Regions from separate parts of the Mus musculus genome. Here region 1 is linked to region 2. Evidence: chromatin contacts called from public promoter capture Hi-C data. All regions are on one chromosome and are shown on one strand. The core of a region is the stretch at or near the end of the contact, and the rest is flanking DNA. Distances in the headings are between cores, read along the strand shown. Region 1 holds the start of Ehd3 (EH-domain containing 3). Region 2 holds the start of Clip4 (CAP-GLY domain containing linker protein family, member 4).

Region 1 (2,700 bases), core at 38-2,537, 2.0 Mb before region 2:
GCTGCTTCCATCTTGTGCAGCTCTAAACCATCACGTATCCTCCCATCACCTCTGCTATCTCACCTGCAAAGTCAAGGGCCAGATGAGGCATCTTAGTATCTCCTCTACTTCTGTAAGCTGCTTTATTATTATTATTATTATTATTATTATTATTATTATTATTATTATTATTGAACTATTAAGTTCAAAGAAGAAACTTATTAAAAGTATTCTGCTTCTCTAAGAGACAGCCCTAAAAGCACTGTCAGAGAGAAGGAAAAACGGTAAAAGAATAAATGACCCCAGGGTCTCCAGTTCACCCCCATCCCCAGGCCCGCGACCATGAGAACAACTCGGCTGCAAAGGTAAGGCTCCCCGGGATAATCCCAAGCCCTTCACGAGATAAGAGATTCTAGTCAAAAGGAGGGTTACGGTATCCCCACCTTCATTAGGAGTCTGGTTCCTTCTGTGCCTCAGTTTCAGTGCCCAGATCAGACAACAGGGATGACTCTTAATAAAATGACCAGGGCTAAGAACTGAGGAGGGACATCATATAGGAATCAATGGGGGACTCGGTAGTAGGATCAACTTTTGAGGCCTCCCACAGGGATTTCTTCAGAGCCCTTAATGGAAGACTTTCCACGTCACCCGGAAGGCTCAGCACCCAGATGAGGCTCACCTGATGAAGGTGGTCTTGCCGGTAGAGTACTGGCCCACCAACAGGACCATGGGCTTGTTGTCGAAATCAGCATCTTCCAGGGCGGGCGAGTGGAACTCGTGGAAGCGGTAATACTCTTCCAGAGGCAGCAGCTTGGTCTTGTAGAGTTTTTTGAGTCCATCGCTCACCGTCTGGAAGACCTCAGGGTCCTTCTTGCGGCGATCATCGTTACCCAGCCAACTGAACATTGTGACAGCTGGGAGGAAGCTCCCGGGAGTGGCACCCGCCTAGCTCGAACAACGCCGCCACTACTGCCTTACCAGAGCTCGGGGCTCAGACGCACCATGGCCCGGGCTGCCCCAGCTGCTGGATTCAGTCCAGTCCCAGGTTCATCCACAGCCCGGTTGGAGAGAAGGATGCTGTGGATTGTGTCAAGAGAACTGCAACCTTGGAAATTAAAGACAAACCTGCCGGGAAGCCGAAGCCTGAGTTCCAGGTCTCCCCAGATAGATGACTAAAGGATGCTCGAGCTCCGCTACTGCGGAGCCCAGGCTGCGCCGGGTAGGCAGCGGCTCACACAGCTCCGCATCCGCAGCAGCATCCCGCCGCCCCCGGCGCGCGTTTAAATGCCAGACGTGCAGGAAGTCCCCGAGAACTGGCAAAACCCGGCCAGCTCCACGGTCAGGGCGACGCGAAGCCAAGGAGGGCGCCGCCATGTCTATGGGCAGGCGCTCTGCGGCCGCGCGGACTCTATCTGCAAAAAGCTGCTGCCAGAGTCCTGTGGGAAAGCGCAGGCATTTCTTTCCCAGCCCTGGGGATTTGACTTGGGAGCAGCGCCCTCTCAAGGACGGAGACTAAGACAGCCTTGACCTACTCTACCGTTTTGAGACTCAGTTCCTTTGGTTACTGAGGTCAGTTCCCTGGGGATACTAATATTGGGACCCATTTGGGGAAAATTCTACTGTATTTTCCTTGGGGCATGGAAAGAAGGTGCCCCTGACAAGTGACATAAAATAACCAAAAAATCAGTAACTTATCTTTTCACCAGGCCTGAGGTGAAGTGAAAAACAAACAACAAACAAAAACGGCTTTCCTCTTTCTCTCCTCCCCCTCTCTCCCACTCAATACGGTAGGTAAAACCAGCAAAACACACACAGGCAGGGAGTGCTAAGGGGCAGCGACCTAATTTGACACAACTACATACAAAGCTGAGTCTTTGAGGAGCCTTTTAGGAGATGTAGCAGGGTAGAATTACAACAGACACGAAAAGAGGCAGGCAAATTTCTGAGTTTGAGGCCAGCCTGGTCTACAAAGCGAGTTCCAGGATAGCCAGGGCTACACAGAGAAACCCTGTCTCAAAAAAAAAAAAAAATTAAATTAAATAAAAATAAGAATAAAAAAAAAAGCAAGCAAGCAAGCAGAACCATCTTTTGCTTTTTTCGTGGTCAATTTGAAGGCATTACAGGAAACATGGCTGTGAGATGTCTCTTCAAGGATGAGCTGAGAGAAGACTGGAAGGCATTTGAGGTCACATAAAAAGCCTTCTTAAAAACAATCCAGAGCAGTGTAAAGATTTTGGCAGAGCTACATCCAAAATGGTAGATCGTGAAATGTATGATGGGAACAGGCATGGAAGAATGTGCACACCAAGATAGGAGCCAAACAAGAAATGGGAAACCCATAAGAATATCATTACCAATAATTGCTATGTAACAAAATGCTCACCAAGCACAGGGGTTGCTGAGATCTCAGGAAGCAACATTGTAGCGCCCCTCTGAGGAAGATCGTGCCATTGCCAGCAATGCCAAGAACAGTGATGAGACATTGGCCAGATGTGGCAAAGGGTGGGGCAGCAACAAGGAACAAAGTCAATGACAGTTCTAGAAGGATTCTAACCAGTGAGGTGGCAAGCCTTTCCTCTCTCCTAAGGCAGAGGGCTCCCACTGCCCTCCCTTCCACCAACAAGATAAGGAGCTAATGGACTAGGTCGAGCTGGGGAGTCTGGGAGCATCGTCTGGAGGGGTGGAGGCTGGGAAACTGCAGAACATCAGGGAACAGCGGCA
Region 2 (2,700 bases), core at 201-2,700:
TTTTACGCTATGCTAAGGTACGATGTACCTACCCACAGTGCAGCCTGGTACAGTCACCAAGTTACTGTCCCACCTCACAGCTGTAACTAAGAACCAGTTCATCTAATCCTTGCGGTTCCGCAAGCACGGGACAGGTCTCACTGGGCTCCCACCCTCCTGCAACTTCTCAAGGCGAATTAGTATGAAGGAATCTCAGAGCAGCAAGGCGAGGCGAAGCCAGTTCAGTTTGGAACACGCATGGCCACGGGTTTCTTAATGATCTAAGTCGGAGGAGGATGCGAATGAGAACATGATGAGCCAAGCTTATGAGAACCCACCAGGGTGCGCAGCCCCACGCGTGGGAGATACTCCGGGGTTCCGGGGAGCGCGGGCCTCAGCCGGGCACCCATCTCAGCCGGAGAGCAAGCGACACAAGCACCCACTTCTCCGCCCGCCGGGCCGCGTCCTGGGAGGCCTCCGGGCAGCTCGGTGGGGCCCGCACCGCCAACCGCCTAGCGGCCGGCCCTCCCGGCCTCCGGGTCCCGCCGCCCCCCAGCGTCCCGCCACCTGCCTGCTCCGGGTCCCCGAGGAGCGCCGGCTGCGGACGCGGGGCGCAGAGGCCAGGCGCAGGGGCGGGCGGGCGCGCTCCCGCCCTCCCGCAGGGGTCCCGTGGCTGCCGCCGAGCCTCCAGCCGGGCAGCAGCAACCCGCCGCCTTCCACGCCGCGCGCGCCGGAACCGGGCCCCCCACGCGGGTCGGCGCGCGCGCAGTGCAGCCGCCTGGGCTGCGCGCAGGCCTCGGCCCTGGGCCCGGCGCACGCGCCTGCGCTCGCTCGCCTCCTGCTTGCGCCCCCTGTGCCCCCAACAGGAGGAAGGTCTGGCGGCGGCTGCACCTGCTGTGCCCAAACTCACAGTCCAGTGGCCTTTCCCAGAGCCCCTGCGGTGCCATGCACAAATGGGGATCTGTCCAGAGAGGCACAACCAGGCTCTAAAAGGAACCTTGGCTGGCCAGGATGGTGATTTGGGGCTGCAGCAGGCACACCCTCCTCTTGCATGGTCTTAGTTGGCCCTATTTGCCACCCCCCTTGCTTTCTAGCATCCTGGGCTGGAAGAGTTCCCACCTACAGCATCTGGTAGGCAGAGACCACATCTCACCCATGCATAGGGAGGCCATGTATGGCCTAGGGTAAGATCCGTCAGTCAATTATCTGTTTCCAGGTCCTGCTGTGAAAACCCCTCTCAATACCCAACTGAGCAATTACAAAGGAAGTGTGCCAGCCAAAGGGAAGAAATGAATAGTCACAGGGCACACTTACACATTCCTTAGTTTTCTGCTCCCTCCTCACCTACCTCATACTTCTCATCTCTTCCATCTTCTCATAACCAGAAAGAAGTGACATTGAAACCCTAGCAGATGTGGGCGCTGGCATTTCTAGTTCTTCCCCATGCTGCAGAAAGGTGTTGGTCTTTAATAGGGAGAGCTAAATGTGACTGACAAGTTTGTAAACTTGAGTTAAGGATGTCACAGCCAAGCTCTTCGAGGCCTCACAAACTGTAACCCTGTTGGTGTTTCTTCCCTATCGTGTGGTAACTAACTTGTTGAGAGACCATATGAATGGATGTCCATCAGCATCTCTGCCAGCCCAGAGGTAAGTGCACACCACACCCCAGAGCACTTTTCCAGTTCGAACTGTTGGCTCTGGAGGCTAGGAAAACAAACACAAATACTTTCTCCTTGCTAGAGTCCTCACAACATTCTCCCACCAAGTGACTCTACTTGGATACTCGGAAGAAGAAGGAACTCGCTAACTCTTAAGGTAGCTTAGACTAGCCTTTGGCAAAACATCCTTCCTTGGGAGCTAAAATCTAGGGTTGTTTCTGCCATGGATGTTGTCAAAGAACATCTAACTCCAGTTCAAGAGAGAACAATGAGCATTCTCTGTCTCTCAGGCCGTTCGTCGATAGTGCAGTTGGGACCCTACTCACCAGCCGGTTGAAGGACTCCTCGGAGTGCATCCTGGCTTGTCTTGAGCCTTTCTAAATGAGATTCTCAGAATGGAACGGCGACCTGGTAAGTACCGAGACGAGCCTGCCACCTCTGCCTACCTCTTGAGCTTCTACTAACTCAACCCAAGATATCCAAATAGTTGTTTGAGGCGGTCAGAGCACAGTGGAGAACTGGGTGGGGCACAGGGCCAACTAAAACTCAGGGTGCTTATGCAGTACTAAATTCCACCATCCCACACCCCTGGGCAGCTGCCAGGTTCTCTTTCCCTGCAGACTCTTGTCTTCATGCACTCTTGAGGATGGTAATGTAACACAGATGCTTATCCCTCCCTCGGAGGACACCACACACACACACACACACACACACACACACACACCCCTTTCCCTGTTTTTCTCACACCCAATTCTTGCCTAACCCACCCACCTCCTCAGCTGGCTAAAAGAGAAAGCAATTTGCCTTTTGTTGGCTCTAAGTGCCACTGAAACACGGAAACCCATAAGGATCTGTTGTAACAGGAGCTGCTGGTGATATTTTCCGAGCGACACAGTTTACTTTTATTGCTTTTTTTTTTAAAGTATCCACCAAGATACCACTATTAGTAGGTGATGGGGTGTGGCAAGCTGAGTGGTACTAAGCTATAATGAAGATCTCTGTTAGAACCAGCCAGACTACTGGCTCTTCCTGCTACACCCAACATACACAGTACACAGGCAAA

Evidence for each region. Promoter capture Hi-C pulls out the DNA fragments that hold promoters and counts their contacts.
Region 1: a contact with region 2 is called in a promoter capture Hi-C map of hippocampal neurons, with 4 times the contacts expected there. The contact joins the promoter of Ehd3 here to the promoter of Clip4 in region 2. A contact is called at or near these places in 2 of 39 promoter capture datasets (HPC-7-derived erythroid cells and hippocampal neurons).

What each region holds. Positions count from the first base shown.
Region 1 is chr17:73,803,428-73,806,127 of GRCm38.p6, reverse strand. Ehd3 (EH-domain containing 3) reads right to left here and starts at 1,287. Exons shown (of 6, transcript NM_020578.3): 1 at 659-1,287. The coding sequence starts at 885.
Region 2 is chr17:71,780,697-71,783,396 of GRCm38.p6, reverse strand. It overlaps Clip4 (CAP-GLY domain containing linker protein family, member 4), which reads right to left and starts at 1,450. Exons shown (of 16, transcript NM_030179.3): 1 at 1,328-1,450. Gm30140 (a long non-coding RNA gene) reads left to right here and starts at 715. Exons shown (of 4, transcript XR_001782175.2): 1 at 715-1,626; 2 at 1,720-1,794; 3 at 1,928-2,048.